Linked DNA regions of Anas platyrhynchos: region 2 is linked to region 1. The links are chromatin contacts, called in public Hi-C maps. All regions are on one chromosome and are shown on one strand. The core of a region is the stretch at or near the end of the contact, and the rest is flanking DNA. Distances in the headings are between cores, read along the strand shown. Region 1 holds the start of RPS6KL1 (ribosomal protein S6 kinase like 1). Region 2 holds the start of ISCA2 (iron-sulfur cluster assembly 2).

Region 1 (7,891 bases), core at 1,422-3,921:
CCAAGAGGCAGTGCTGCCCCCACTCACCCTGCACGTGCTCCAGGTGGAGGAAGATGGAGTCCTCGCTCGCGTAGTAGCACAGCAGCTTGACCATGAAGGGGACGCCATGAGGGATGATGGTCTGCCGCTCACGGGTCTCCACGTGGGATTTGGGGAGGCTCTGAGGAGGTACAGGTAGAGGGGGGTTACAGCACCGAAGGGGCTGGGGTTTCATGGGACCAGGCAGGGCAGGAGGACAGGCAGAAGAGCTGCGGGCCCCACGCTGTGGAAACCTGCAGCTCGTGGTGGTATGTCTGTCTGTCCATCTGTCCGTCTGTCCCCAACACCCAGCTGTGACAGCACAGGGCTCTGCAAAGCTCCTGCAGTGCACGGGACATGGGGACACTGCCTCCTGGGCCTTGCTTCCAGTGGGACTCCACCACACCACCTCTACATTCCCCCAGGAAATGGCGCTTCTCCGTCACGCCACGGCCTCCTCGCCAGCGGCTAAACAAGTCTTATTCTTACACACAGCTACTTGTAAGGGCACTGGAAAACACCCTGCCACCTGTACCAAGCACACCGCCACCCGTTTTGGACTCAGATGGACACGGGTGTTGGGCCTGGGTCACCCCATTACAAGGCCGGGGCCCAGCGGAGAAACACACGAATGAACAAGGAGAACCTCTCCCCTTCTGGTGGCTGAGGGAGGTGAGTGGACAAAAATAGCAGATCATAGAGGTCCTAGAGGAAGTTTGTTACTCATAAATCTTCTTTTTGCTGAGCTGCATAGAAAAGGAGCTAAGGAACATTCACCACTTGGCCCTATTGGCTGCAAGACACCTCCTGCCCCACGGTCATGCCCAGGGGATGGAGGCAGATCACAGAATCACAGAATGGCTGGGGTTGGAAGGCACCTTAAAGATCATCTAACTCCAACCCCCTGCCGTGGGCAGGGATGCCACCCACTGGATCAGGTTGGCCAAGGCCCCATCCAGCCTGGCCTTGAACTCCTCCAGGGATGGGGCACCCACAGCTCCTCTGGGCAGCCTGTGCCAGGGCCTCACCACCCTCACAATGAAGAATTTCCTCCTAATGACGAGGAAGCTGATGAGCTGTGAAACCATAAACACCCACCTTCAGGATAAAGGTCCCTCCGGTGGCTGGATCCTGGACTATCTGCACCTGCAGGCAGCGTACACAGAGCTGTTCAGACACCGTGCCCCTGGCACGCAGCCTGCAGGAATAACCCCAGCCCTGACAAACCACCACGCCAGGAGAACAGCAGAGGGGAGCAACGTGCCAGTGCACGTATGGAGACAGAAAGCCTGGCATCCTCGCTCTGAGATCCCAAATGACTAACTAGCTTTTTCATTCAGGGAGCTGGTCTGCTGCTGAAGTCTGGGTTAGCTGCAGGAATCCACCACCACTGTACCCGGCCATCGAGCGTGATCCCATACACGGGAAAGACCTGGATGCAGCAGCTTCCTCATAAGTATCTTGGAAGCTTTGATAAGCAAGAGCAAAGGGGAAATTAACAGACTTGCCAGCTAACAAAGTTTCTGGCTTCCCCGCTGTGAATTTTCCTTGGTGGGAACAGTGTGGATGGAGACCCCCATGCTCCTTGGTGAGCCATCACCCCCATCCCAACGGCCAGGCCCCTCCTTGTCATGCTTCCCTTGGTCGGTCCCCAGCCTCAGCCCTCCAGCTCCATGTCGAGCCCTCACCTTATCGATCACTCCCACCACCTTACACCGCCTGAGGTTTTCCACCGCCGCACTCAGCGTCCTGATGGGCCGTAAGCGAAGGCTGCTGTAACCCTGCGAGGCAGCGCGAGCAGAGGGCCAGGGGATCACAGACCCACGAGGGTTGGAAAGGTTGGTTTGTTAGGTCAGAGGGTGCACCATGTCATCTCGGAGGTCTCTCCCAACCTAGGTGATTCTGTGAAAAGACCTCCGGGATCTCCTGCTCCAACCACCCCTACCACCAATAGCACCCACTAACCACGTCCCCAAGCACCACGTCCAACCATCCCGCGGACATCCCCGTCACGGTGCCTCCACCACCTCCCCGGGCTCCCCGAGCCCCTTATCAGCCCCCGACCCCATCGCACCACCGCGGCCGCTCACCGTGCCCGCGGGGCTGCCGTCGCCCAGCCCACGTTGGAGGTGGCAGGTGAAGATCTCCTCGGCGCGCCGCAGGTACTGCGCGATCTTCCTCTTCACCGCCTCGCCCCGCTCCTTGTTGGGGTCGGCTGCGGGCGGCTGGGCGTCAGGGCACCTCCGCCGACCCCCCTGCGCCCCGACACCCCCCGGACACCCCCTTGCCCGTTTCCCCCGCACCCTGCACGCCGCGCAGCAGCACGTCCACGCCGTTCTGGTAGTGGGCGAAGGCCTCCTCGTAATCCTCACTCACGTCGCGCTCCAGCGCCAGCCGCAGCTGCCGCGCCGCCTCCAGCAGGTAATCCCCCCGCGGGCAGTGCCCCCGCGGGCAGTCCCCCCGGGGGCTTTCCCCCCGTGGGCAGCGCCCCCGCCCGCCCCCCGCCACGGGGTCCGCATGGCCTCGGGGGGCGCGGGGCTGCCGATCGCCCATCGCCCCCCCCCCGCCCCCCGGACCCCCTCTCCCCGGTAGCGGTACCGAGCCCCGGTGCCCGGCGGGGAGCGCGCCCGGGAGCCCGCCCCGGCGCGGCGCCGATTGGCCGCGGGTGAGCTCATCCCCGGCCGCGGGGACGCGCCCGGCCGCGGGCACGCGCAGGGAGGGGCCGCGGGGACGCGCTCGCCCCCGGCTTCGCACCTGGCCGGGGGGAATCGGCGGCGCCCCCCCGGGTACGACCCGGAGCATCCCTGCGGCTGCAGAGCCCCCGGTGTGCTCCTGCCAGGGGTGAGCCTGGTCTGCAGCGGGTCCCAGTGGTCCCCGGGGGCTGAAAATGGCTCAGATCCCCCAGAAGCTGCTAACAGCAAGCAGGAAGGTTGCACGGCTCCCTTGCATGCTCCTGAAGCTATCAGCAAAACCTTTAACGCCAGCCCCCTGGGCTCCCCAGCACCGTACCAGGTGCACCCCCAAAGCACACCGTAACTGCAGCCCGGAGCCCAGCTGATGTTTTGCCTTCCCTCCTACCCTTTCTAAGCCCTCCTGCCCCAGCCCTTCTCCTAAAGCCTCCTTAAACAAACCTTTGCCCCGCAGCGCCGGGAGAGGCAGTGAGCCTCAGGACACCGATAACCCAGCGGGGCGGCCGGGGTCCTGCTGCTCCCCGGGGCATCACCAGCCCCAGGCCTTGCCAGCCTGACCTCCGGCTGGGATCCAGACCACGAGGCCAGCAGCAAGGTCTCGGGGAGAAAAGGACCCAGTGCTGGGTGATTTTGCCCTCCATCTCCTTGCCTGCCCATGCGGCACAGCAGGTTGTGGCAGCAGAGCTGCACCAAGGTTTTGGGAAACACAGCTGCATTGCGTGAGGATGCAAGGCACTCCAAGTCACAGGTAATAGAGCCATTCTGCTTTTAACCCTCATAACCACGCTTAACAGGTTAATTGATTAACACCCTCATTTTTACGTAGTTTTCTTTTTATAGGTGTAATGCTACCCTGGTGAAACTTTTACTGTTACAAGTGCAGAAACCGTCACAGCCACCCCCCATGTGCTGCTCACAGCTCTTGTTATATCCTACAGGCACAGCCAGACAGGCTGAAAGGAGCCAAACCTGCCCAGAGCAGGGCCCCAGCTCCCTGCAAAGTGTCAGACTGTGCCAGACCCAGGGGGAGCTGCCTTGAACCCCCACCCACATGCTATAGCAGGTTAACCCAGGTGGAACAAACCGCATTTCTTCTCAGCTGATGGCAAGAGCTAAGCCTTTGCACATCTTCTCACCCAGGCTTCTGCTTCAAGCCTGGAGAAATAAACCTCAGCTAGGACCTGCAGGAAGGTGGGCTGAGCTCAGAAGCCAGCCCCACACCCGAGGAGGTGGCACTGGCTGGTGGCACTGAGGGCACCAGTGGTGCCCCATGGGTGTTCCAGGGGGGTGCTGGTGCCCCAATTTGGCCTTCGGGTCCGTGCACTGCAGGAGGGGATGGAGAAGCACGGGGGTGCATTCGGCAGCCAGATCCAGCCCTCCCACAGCAGGAGTGGGGAAAACGTGCAGCCTGCCCGCCTTGCAGCAGCCCCACCAGGGGAAGGGGTGGCCACAGGACAGAGCTGGGACCAGCCCTCAGCAGGGCAGAGAGGCTGGGGCTGGAGCAGGAAGGGGATGGGGAGCAGGGAGAGGTTCCAGCCGCACACAGCACCACAAAGAGGGGCAGCTCCCTCCCCAGAGCGGGTCCCAGGACCCCATGTCACCAGCAGCAAAGCAGCCTGCAGCTGCTGGAAAGGAGAGGAGCACTCACCCTGCCAGCTCCTGGGTCTGCCCCCAGCTTTTATTAAGAAGGGGGAGGCCACGAAGAGGATACCAGCACAGGAAGGCCCACAGCACCCCAGCTCCCTCCCCGTGCCCCCCGGGAGGCCTCCCCAGGCCAGCTCCCCACCCCCCCTGGCACCTCCTGGGCTGCTCCGTGCCAAGCTGGGAGCGATGCAGCCCTGCCTGTCCCGGCTGTCCCTCCTTCCCCTGCCCGGCAGGACAGAGCAGTTCCGTGGCTGCAGCCCCCACCCCATGCCACCCCCAGCAGCACATCCACCAGCTCCGTTCCTCGCGGCCCTCCAGCACCACGGTGCAGCTCCAGCTCCTCATCCTCCTTCAAGGGTCCTTTAGTCCTGCTGCAACCGGTGCAGACAGGGCGAGGGAGTCCTCGGCTCCAGGGCCAAGCAAGAGTCCCGTCGGCTCCTTCCCGCTGCGGATCTGCTCCCCAGCCACCATCACTCAGCTCCGCACGTCCCCCGCGCTGGGCAGGAATGGGACTGGATCAGGCCCCGGAGGCAGGAGCGAGGCCGGGGGCAGAGCGGAGGCTACCTGCGCGGCATGCCGCATCTGCAAGGGGAGCACACCTGGGTCAGCACCACCAGGGTCACCCCCCGCTGCCCCCCAGGTCCCTCCCTCCCCACCAAACCGCAGGATGGGATCGCAAGAAGCAGGGCTTCGTGGGGAGGAGGGGGCTGTGGGGTTGTAGATGCACTGGGCAGCAAGATTTGGACAACACAGGGAAGGGCCAGCCCCAGGCTGCGTCCCCTGCACGTGCCTGGCCTGCACGGCCTCAGCAGGCTGTTTGTGAGAGTCAGCAGAACACAAGGTGGGGAAGGCTGGGAGTAACCCAAACAGCAGCCAGCCAAGGACTGCAGTAAGGACACGGCTGGCAGCAAAAGGAGGCTGGAACAGGAAATTCACGGGTTGTTTTTTGACAGCACAGTCTGTGACGGCAATAGAGCCACGCACCATCAAGCCATGCCCTCCGTCCTGCTCAGCATCTCAGCCTCAAGGCCACCAAGCATCTACCAAGCCCCCAGTGAGTGGAGGATTCCCCCAGCCACCTGCTGTCCCCTCCGTCCTGCTCTCCCCTCAACCCATCGCTACTCACAGCGCCAGGTAAAGGCCTAAAATCCTGCTGTTCCCTGCAAACAGAACTCAGAAGGCAGCACCCACGCCTGCCCCTGCTCACTTACAGCTCACAGTCTTTACGTCTCTTCTTCTCTCCTCTTCTCTTACCTCGGCCCTTGGGTCTCCTCCTTCAAAAGGAAAGCAGCACAAGAGAGACTGACGCGTGGGCAGTGAGGCCACAGCCCCGGGCGGCAGCGTCACCCCCAGTGCCACTTACCTCCCCGGCCTCACCGGGTCCTGCCGTGGCCTGCGGGGAGAGCAGAGGTGTTACGTGGTCAGTGCCACCTGCAGCACACCGGGTTTAACTCGTGCTTAAAGCAGACCCAGTGACTTCTCCCACCCAGACTTTGGTGGCTCCCCTCGGGGCTGTGCCATTTTGCCCATGAGGGCAGGAAGCACGGGCTCGGTTTTTAGGCTGCTCTCAGCGACAGCTTTCATCGCTCAGCTGGTCAAAGCCGACGCAGGGCCCCAAGTAACACATGGGATTTGCTTCAGTCTCAGCAGTGGCTGTCTGACACCAGCCACAACATACTTGGCTCAGGCATCCCCCACAGGAGCCAAGGCCAGGACATCCACCCCGCTTCCGCTAAGCTCAATAAGGGGGAGCCACAGAAGTGCTGAAGGCTGCTTAACGAGAAGACAAAAGGTGCTGCAGATGCAAGAAGCCTGCACGAATCCAAAGGACGGGCTGCACAAGCATTTGAGGAAGTTCCCCCGGGAGCTACCCCGTGTAGGAAACCCACAACAGGCTCAGGAAATTCCCTGCACGGAAAACAGCTGGAAGCAGGGGGAAGCAGCACACGTGCTCCTTCCCACTCCTCCTTACGCGCCCGCTGAAGGACGGCTCCAGAGGCAGCGCGGAGCCGGACGGCCCCTGGGTCTGCTCCAGCACGGCCGCCTGCACAGCAGGGGAATACCAGCACGGGGATCCTCACGCTCTTCCAGGCAAGCCTCACGTCTGACAGCTGCCCAGCAGGACTCCCATTCCCCAGCTTTCACAATCCTCCAAAAACGCACACCCCCAAATCCCCGTGCCCAGGTGGGGCAGCCTGCCCCGCAAGCACCTGGCACAACAGAGCTGAGGGAGGGCTCCCAACAAAGCCAAGGTGCCCCCAGCACATCCCCGTCCCCACAGAGGGGCAGCAGGCGAGCTGGCAGGCTCGCAGCGGCACAGAACGAGCCCTACCTGCACTCACACTTCTTGTGCTCAGTGAACGACATCTCCACGTAGGGTGCCTCCCCGTTGGGCTTTATCTTCAGGAGCTGAAAGAGGAACAAAGGTTACCTCCTGGCCAGCGCAGGATGGCGTCCACCCCAGCCCCTCCGCCAGACACGTGTCAGACCCAGTCCTCGGCACCGCAGACCCCACCTCCACAGGCACTGCAGCTCGGGAGGCTCTGCTCCCACCGCCCGGCATCCGGGGTCTGTAATCTAAATCCCCTAGCCCTGGGATTTCCCAGCCTCAGAGCAGATTTTTTGGTCTCTGCTTCTGTGGAGCCCTTTCACATGTTTGTCCGCATTGTACATCCTCCTTCCCTGAAGGAAACTCCCCCCAGCCCTGGTTTCCAGACCATTCCCACTGCTGCTGCCTCCTCCTGCCGCCTCTCCCACCGCACCCAGCCTGGAGCCGGTGCCGCGGTGCCTCCCCAGCCCAGGGGCGCAGGATTTGCCCTGCCACGTGTCAGCCCAGAGCCCAGCCTGGAGGCCAGGCTGGACATCCAGGGGCTTCACTGTGAGTGTTCATCCATGCTGTGATCCACGCTGACCCCGCAGAAGTGCCTGGCATCACCACACCACATGTGGAGGGGAGCCCAGCAGGAGCTCAGAACATTGCCTTCTTCATCACTTCAGAGACTTTCACTCCACTTAAGTCAGGATTTTTTTCTTTGGGAACTCCTACCCTCCCTTTCCAACACGCTTTCAGTCCCTGCAGGATCAAACTTGCTGCTGATTTCTTGCAGGCTCTCTCCAGTCCCTCACCCCTGCACGGCAGCAGCAGGTTGATGCCAGCAGGGCGAGGGCAGGGGCTGTGCAGCACACTGGAAAGAGCCAACACAGTTTGCTCATAGCCTAAATTTCCCTTCCCCACTTCGTACAGCTCCCATAATGGGGCTGGAAGCACAGCACACGCAGCCCCTCGTGCTCACCCTCTCCCCATCGCACGCTTGCTGCCAGCACCACCACAGCCATCTCCTGGCACACGAGGGCAATCACACTGCCAGTTTTCCCTTTCCACTGTGATTTTTGCGTCTTTGTCCCCAAAGCGGGCAGAATCACAAGCAACAGGGCCACCCCAGCCCCACAGGGACAGTCTGGAAAGGTGACAGCAGCCAGAAGGTCGGACTGAGCACCGAGGAGAGGGCAGGGAAGCAGGGATGGAGGTCGGTACCACC
Region 2 (7,891 bases), core at 2,240-4,739, 190 kb before region 1:
TAGAGCTGGAACCTTTCCAGCTCCTAGCAGTTTCTCTGATCTAAAGACGACACCGCTGCAGAACTAGAACTCAGCTCCAGACTGCCTCCAGGCAAAGAAGCTTATGCTCTTGCCTCAGTCCTGCAAGGAGCACATCTCACCTCACTCCAGATGCAAGTCTAAATATCTGTACATGCCCAGTGCAATGAATCCCAAGGAGTAAGGGGTCCACCTAGTGCAGTTCAAGCAGTACTGCCAGAACCGCAGGCAGACAAGCTTCCAGTGAGCCCAGTGACAACCTGCTGGTTGACACTGGTGTGGAAACAAAGCCTCATCCTCTGTACAGTCCCCAGGAGGGGGGAGGTGGCAAGTTACCTTAAAGTGGTGGCACTCCATGTGGACAGCACTTATTTGATTTACTTCATCAGCGGGAGTGAGTAAAGGCAAGTGGCACTTGGTTAGGTTCAGCAGAGACAGCACAGTCACATTTTGTACGAACAATAACCCAAGACACGGGAGCTAAAGACACGTTTTCATTTAGGGAAGAAAAAAAAAAAAAAAAAAAAAAAAAAGCCCTGCTAGTTCCTGGTTTGCTTCCTTCCCTTCAGTACTACTGCACTTACATTTCCCACAACAAAAATGCCAAAAGACACTTGACCAAGGTCAAATTGTATGAAACGTATCAAGAACTAGATAACGTACTCTCTGGTTCAGAAAACAATGCCTCCTGCCATCTTTCATTGCTTGGTTACCCCACCTCAAAGAAATTAAGTTTTTTTAACGTATTCTTCCTACAGAAGCCTTTAGGTCTTATAGTTTCTTTCAAAGGCATTTCGGGCAAACATCCCATTCAAGATTTGGGAGCTTAAGGGTAGGGCCCAGACATCCTGCAGAGGTTTAGACAAATCTTTTAACCACATCTTTTTACTCCCTGTTACAAACCGGGACAGTGCTACATCCACCTCTCTCTGCCGGGGACACAGCTACATAGAACATAGTCTTGTTGACTTCAAGAAACAGAAGTCAAAAAGGCTAAACCAAAGGAACTGCTGCTCCAAAGCCCAACCGCATTCAAATGACAAAGCTGCAGCAGATCACAAATGAACTCCAGTAACATTTACAGATGAAGCTAACACTGTCTGGCTATAAACTGAGCACTAGAAATCAGTAGGCAGACGTGTAGCATATGTACGCACTGCTGACTAGCTTCGGAAGGAATCTGTTAAGTTCAACAACAACCACAAAAATACCTGCGGCACAGAGCCTCAAAAAGTTCATGGTTTGCCACAAACAGCTTCCTTGAAACCAAAGTCACGCAGCGCTCCCTGACTCACGTGAAAGAATCAAGCCTTCAACAATTTGGTTCTGATCAGATAAAACACAAGAGAGGGAACAAAAATAGTTTCCCTATCTCTCCTTTCACACAGAAGCAGATGAATCACTGTGATTTAAAAGACATCTAGTGGCAGATAAAAAGCTACAGAAAACAAGTAATCAAAAGGACGTTATTCTGGAAACCTCTAGATTTCCCATTTTTATTGGAGTTTCATAAAGGAAAGGAGATATTTCGTTCTTTCGTAAGACCAGGCAGACAGGCAGATTAAATGGTGAAGCAAGTTTTTCTCAGACAACTTAGTCAAACTGACTTGAGGACCCTTAAACAATACTTTAGAACCTCCTCTACCTGCGTCACCTAGACTGCCCTTCCTGCTGAGAAGAGAAGGCAATGAACATACTATGACACCTGAGACCTTGTTATGACCTACAATTCCAAGTCAGGTTTAGGAACAGCCTTTAAAATAGTAATGGGGGATGGCGGGCTACGTATTTCATTTATATACACACACACGCACCACCCTTTTTCTTTACTTTTTTAATAAAAGAAATAAGCTATTAATTCTTGCCACCTCAATCTTTTAGTGTCACTTACTCTGAACAAGGCAAAACTTCAGTCCTAGGGACTGACAGCACCACTGTAGATTCCTGGGACTGAGACAGGTCTGCTGGGCAAAAGAAAAGCAAAGGGTCTGCAAAAGCCCACTGAATGTTGGAGGGCGGACAGCCAGCAACAGTGGTAGGTGACAGCCCAATTCAGCTGAAAAACAATGAATAAGCAGCAGATGCTGGAACGAATCCAGATTCTACCCACTAGAAATACACAAGTAATACCAAAAAAACTCATTTTTTTTTTTTTTGTAAGAACTTTCAATAAACACACATGCATACAGCCTTCTCTTGGCAGAGGCGAGTGGTTCCACATTCAGGACAAGGCAGGCGAGTCAGCACCACCTGGCAGGTGGTTCACAAAGTGCTGAAGATGCTCCTGAAGATGTTCCTTTGTGCGTGCTCACGGCTACTTCATGTTTCTAAAGGGGAGGCCAACAAGTCTTGGAGACAGGCTCAGTTCAAACACACACACACACAGCTGGAGCCATCTGTAACTGCTGTATTACAGAGTAAGGAAGATGAGAAGGAACAGCTGGGAAAAGAGTGAGCAAAAACCCTCTGGAGACTGCCAGAAAACACCTGCAGACCGTGTTCATCCACAAGAAGTCCCGTCAGAATTTGACAGAGAAGGAGGTCCCACAGGAGCACCCCTTCTCTGCCTGGGGGTTGCTCACCACCTGGAAGGAGCTGCGAATCAGCTCCTGGCTGAAGTCCACCATGGAGCCTTTCACGAAGGCCAGGCTGTCCACGTCCACCACCACACGGGCGCCACCTTGTTCAAACACCCTACAGAAAAGCAATGTAATTAAGCATTAATTGTGCTGCAGACCTGACAGAGAAGCAGTCTGAGCACCTTCCTGAATTCACAGGCGGTTTTCCTTCAGGTCAGGGTACCACATCGCACACACCTTTCTTGTCACCCCTGACCCCCACCGCCCCCGTTTGTCCTTGCCTGTCATCGGGATTGACAACTGTGTCCAGGGAGAACTTGTACTGGAAGCCGGAGCAGCCGCCTCCTTCCACCTGCAGCCTGAGGAACTCGGAGCCCTCCGCGATCTCCAGCAGCCTCTGCAACAGGCAAACACAGGCACACAACCACGACGGAGGATCCAAACACACAGACGAGCACTCCAACCGTGCCTAGAGCAGGCGGGGCGCTTTGGCAAGCCCTGCCGAGGCCCTACCTTCACGCAGCTCTGGCTGAGGTACACCTGCCCCTCGCCCTCCGTCGGGCCCGGCTGCGAGGAGGACGATGCCCAGCGCAGCGCCCGTCCTCGGAGCGGCGGTGCGGGACGCCAGCTGCCTCGGGGAGAAAAGGGGAGAGCCTCAGCACCGGCTTCCAGCACCGGGCGGCGCCGCTCCGAGCCCTACACCCCACCACCACCACCGCGGGGCCGGTACCTGGCCCGGCAGCCCAGCGCCAGCCTCCAGCAGCGCCTCAGCGCCCCCGGCGCCGCCATCTTGCCTCCTCCTCCTCCCGCCCGCCCCGCGCCCCGCCCGCCATTTCCGCCGCCGGGCCGCCATGGCGCCCAGCGGGGCGGAAAGGGGGGGGCGGGGGAAATGGCGGCCGTGAGGGGCGCACTGCCCCTCCCTGTCAGCCCCCGGTTGCCCTTCGCCACGGCTGTCCTGCCGCAGGCGACGGGGAACTCCCCTGTAGGGGACGTTTTGATGTGGCTGTGTCAGCACGGTCTCGGGGTTGGGAAGAGGCTGAGCCTCTTGTGCCCGTCCTTGAAGTGAAGGCGTTTTGCTTTCGAAAGCGGCAGAGCTCGCCAAAGAAAAATAAGTTGGCAAATAACGCAGCGCTTCTCCACACAGCGTGTTTGCGGTGGGATTAGCTGTGAGGGTTATTTACGCTGAGTAGTACCCGGAGACCCTGATAGGGATCGAGATGCCATTGTAGGGGAAATTACGCAAACACAAGAATAAACTCAGGGCCTGGGCTCAAGGATTTTTTAGGATTTTTCCTGATATTGCCTTTTCTGTTTTGCTTTCCTTTATCAGGTGAGAATATCTAAGTAAGCTCAGCAGTCCCTGTAGAGGTCTGTTTTCCTTTGGATCAGCATTTATGACTGGCAGGGCAAACACAGAGATCTGCATGCTCAGCTTTCTGCGTGCCTCTGCAGTTCCACCTCGTCCCCTCCTGCTCCTCACGGCTCTCCTGTGAGAGCAGGATCCAGCAGGATTGTGCACATCCGAGCGTTCATCTCGGCTTTGGTGTCGAAGGCACTGTTCCCAGATGCAATCTCCATGGTTTCACCTCCTCCTTGGAGCACGGAGCCTGCATTAGTACCAGCACTTCTCATCTCCCAGGCCCCCTCTGCTCATATCTGCTGCCTCTTATTTTAACTTGTGTAGGTGTTTAATGGCTCTTCAATTAACTCTTCGCAGTCAGAGCAAGGAACTCAGGCTTAATAAGAGGCTACATGAATTTTGTTAAAGATACTTTTCCTCTTAAAATACTTCTACCAAGAACATTGCAAATCATCTTGTCTCACCTGACTAAGTCCTGAACTTGCCTGGCAGCCCTAAGCTGAGCAGCCCTACTTAATTTTTCTCTCAAGCCCAACCATCTGACATGTGACAGTAGTCTGGCCTGTTCCTCAGAGATGTGCTCGTGGTTAAAGGAGTCTTATCTCGTTCTTCCTCACATGCTTCTGCTGGAGGAATTCCAGCCCGCAATCTCGTTCCCCCACCCTGGTGGTGTTTGTGGGGAGTCATGCAGTGGCATGAGAGGAAAACCAGTCATCCCAGCAGGATCCCTTCAAGTCAGTGCACCTCGGGACTTGGTGACTGTTAGCTCTCTCACACATCTCGCTCGGAAAAAGGCAACGTCTAGAACAGCCTGACCTCCCCGCAGCCCAACAGTGGCAAAGGAAGTGCTTAAATCCAAAATGAGATCTGCTTGACAAAGTTATTGTCCATTAAGCGTGGAGTTGGCAGTTCCACGCAGAGACTTGCAGTCTCCTGGAAGTAGAATTATTTTCTTTGGCACATGCATAGAAATCAAGTGCGTGGTAAAGTGACTGCAGTAGTAAACATGTAGTTAAGTCTCATGTATATAAATCCTAAAAGCCTCACTCCCACAGTTTAGTGGTGAATGTGTCTGCCAGGCTGAGAGGGGCCCGTGCTTTCAAGTAACCACGTGCTTTTGCTTATTTATACCACCCTGAACATGTAAATAAAGACTGGTTTGGACTGTTTACTTTTTCTCAGTCTGAGGTTAATGATGCTCTCATAAAACCATGAAAGCATCACAGGCAGGGGCCCAGAGGAGCTGGTATCAATCCAGTTATCTGCAAAGAGTTGATGAATCCTCAGATCAGGCACAGTGGAACACTTGATGCTTTTAAAAACATTGGGGGTGTTTCCTGAGTTATTATCAATGTGCTGTCCCAAAAGCAGATGACCTGTGGAGGAGTGAATCAAGAACTCTTGGGAGAAAAGGGGGAGGATGGTGCCTGCTTCCCACACTGTACTGGCTTTTCTTCTGCAGGGTGTACTGGACTATCACGGGTGTTTCATGGCCCCATGCTGTGCCTGCAAACACCTTTGGGGGATTTGATATAGCTTCTTTCTAGCTGCCTTCAGTTTTGCCAGCGTTGAGTGTCAGAAATCTGACATGTATCTTCAAGGCATTTCTGGATGTTGGTCAGACCATTATTGTAGCCTGAGAAAATGAGGGAGAGATGAGCTAGCCTCAGTCAGAGTTAATTTAGTCTAATTAATAATCCATGACTTTGATGAGTGATTCAGGTGCTGGGATCAAACGTTCTGAGTGGCTGGTAGAGGTCTGTGTAACTAAGGAGAAGAGCTATTTCTTTGCACCTTTTTATTATCAGTAATTACTTTTTCTTTCTGCCAGCTATGCGGCAAGGGGGTGTTTTTGTCTCATCCAGAGTTACAGCCTACATTTTATTCCTTCCTAGGCTGTGACTTTGTTGGTTTTGTGGTTGCTGATAGCTTGATGTAATCTGTTCTTAGGTTTGATCATACTTTGTTTTCCTCTCCTTATTCAGGTCTGCGTCCCCTAGGTTTGGGGAACTCCTTTAGCTCTCTTTAAGCACCCTGTATTGAAGAGGTCTGCCAGTGAGCTGAATTCTACAGCTATTCTACTCTCGTCTCCTCTGCAACGTGTATGTTCAAGGCATCTTGTACTTGTTTCAGTGGAAAACTGAGCTTGTTTCAGTGATTCAGAAACAGATGATGCTAAAACCTCTGACATGGCTGTTGAATGCAAGAGTGGCTTGTGACACATTTTAGTGTGAATTTTGATGATCTACAGCAAAAGGAGCGTGTTCTGGCTATAGGAGCGGTAGAAAATGATTAGTCCCTGTATGTGTATTTTCTCGAAAATACAACTTCTGTGTTTGCTGCTGCTACAGTGCCTGCAGGTGTATCTGTTTACTGGGCTACAAGTGCAGCGCTGTTACAGGGATTTACGTTCGTTGGGTGTAGCTGGCTCATAAAGTGGAACCTTAGACTTTTTCCCCGTGTAATGGAGTTGCTTGGACTTCATGAGTGAAGACCTCGAGTGTCAGCCTTGCTGTGAAGACTTTCCTGTTAACTTTCTTTTTCTCCCAGAGTTTCTGTGCCTCACCACAAGCTCCGCGTGACGGCGGTAACCTGGGGGGAAGCTGTGCCGCAGAACGAGGCCGGCCTACAGCTGAGGCGAGCCTTGCTGAAGTATTTTGAAGTGGTGGGCGCCGTCATGGATCAGAAAGGGACACGGGCGAGTTGTGTGAGGCTTGCGCTGAACGCTTCGCCCTGCAGCATCTGAGCTTTGGTGCTAAAACCAGCGTGGTGTTTACACACGGTGCGTGCTAAAAGCACAGGGCAGGCGCTACTTCTTTCGTATACAAGGCCTTGTCCGTCCTGCTATAAACCCAGACTTCTTTTTTTTTATCAACCCGCCCCCGTGCTCCGGGGCGGGCCCAGGGGCGGGCCGGGCCGGCCCCGCCGCGCTCATGTGACGCGGCCGCCGCTGCCCGGCCCCGTCCCGGTCCCGGTCCCGCTGTGGGTCCCGGTCCTGCCGCCATGGTGCCGCCGCCTCTCGCCCTGCTGCTGCCTCTCCTCGCCACCGCCCTGGCCGAGCCCCTGCGCTTCGTGGATTGCGGTGAGCCCCGGCCCCGGGAGCCCCGGGGGTGGAGGGGCCCGGCCCCCAGCCCCTAGGGAGCGGGTGCAGCCCCAGCCCGTGACCCTGCCTCTGCTCCTCGCAGGTTCCAAAGACGGCAGCATCCAGGAGGTGAATGTGAGCCCCTGCCCCACGCAGCCCTGCCAGCTCGTCAAGGGCACGTCCTACAGCATCAACGTCACCTTCTCCAGCAGTAAGTACCGGGTGGGGGCCTCTCTGCTGCCCTGCGGGGTCACCGGGGTGGCTGGAGAGGGGCTCTGGGGGGGGAGAAGCTGCTGAGGAGCAAGAGCACTGCTCAGCGTGTTCTCTGTGGCCTCCACACAAGGCCGTAACACAGAAACGTGTTTCCCTGCTCTGGTGCCGCACTCACACTTTTCCGTGTCCCGCAGAGATCGAGAGCCAGGGCAGCAAAGCAAAGGTGTACGGCGAGATGCTGCACGTGGACATACCCTTTCCCATCCCTGAGCCCGACGGGTGCAAGTCTGGGATCCAGTGCCCCATTCAGAAGGGGCACTCCTACAGCTACCTGAATAAGCTCCCCGTGAAGAGCGAGTACCCTAGTGTAAGTGAGCAGGAACCCAGTCTGCTCCTCAGAGCTACCTTTGTCCTGGGGCAGTCCCACAACCCACCTCTAAGGAGTGATTTCTTGTCCTCCGGTAGTAGGGAGCAGGTTAGAAGAGTTCGGGCCACCTAGTGTCACTTCTGCTATGAGCAAGCTTCTGTTTCTAGTTCCTGTTTTGGGATAGATCCAGTGGAGGAAGCGGCCTAGCTCCAGCTGCTCAGAAGTGGTTTCAGCTGCCTCAATATCTGTCTCTTGAGTGCTGGTTTCATACG

Evidence for each region. A called contact is a pair of places that touch in the nucleus more often than the background predicts.
Region 2: a Hi-C map of skeletal muscle shows a contact between it and region 1, with 2.0 times the contacts expected there. The contact joins the promoter of ISCA2 here to the promoter of RPS6KL1 in region 1. A contact is called at or near these places in 2 of 8 Hi-C or Micro-C datasets (skeletal muscle and subcutaneous adipose tissue).

Annotation. Positions count from the first base shown.
Region 1 is chr5:24,210,970-24,218,860 of IASCAAS_PekinDuck_T2T, reverse strand. RPS6KL1 (ribosomal protein S6 kinase like 1) reads right to left here and starts at 2,671. Exons shown (of 9, transcript XM_038179879.2): 1 at 2,322-2,671; 2 at 2,109-2,233; 3 at 1,117-1,164; 4 at 28-160. The coding sequence starts at 2,571. PGF (placental growth factor) reads right to left here. Exons shown (of 7, transcript XM_038179883.2): 4 at 6,685-6,761; 5 at 5,716-5,745; 6 at 5,607-5,654; 7 at 4,218-4,934. The coding sequence ends at 4,913.
Region 2 is chr5:24,400,701-24,408,591 of IASCAAS_PekinDuck_T2T, reverse strand. ISCA2 (iron-sulfur cluster assembly 2) reads right to left here and starts at 3,489. Exons shown (of 4, transcript XM_038179579.2): 1 at 3,328-3,489; 2 at 3,111-3,225; 3 at 2,879-2,994; 4 at 1,481-2,712. The coding sequence starts at 3,386. The coding sequence ends at 2,538. NPC2 (NPC intracellular cholesterol transporter 2) reads left to right here and starts at 6,869. Exons shown (of 4, transcript XM_027457745.3): 1 at 6,869-7,039; 2 at 7,143-7,250; 3 at 7,447-7,619. The coding sequence starts at 6,961.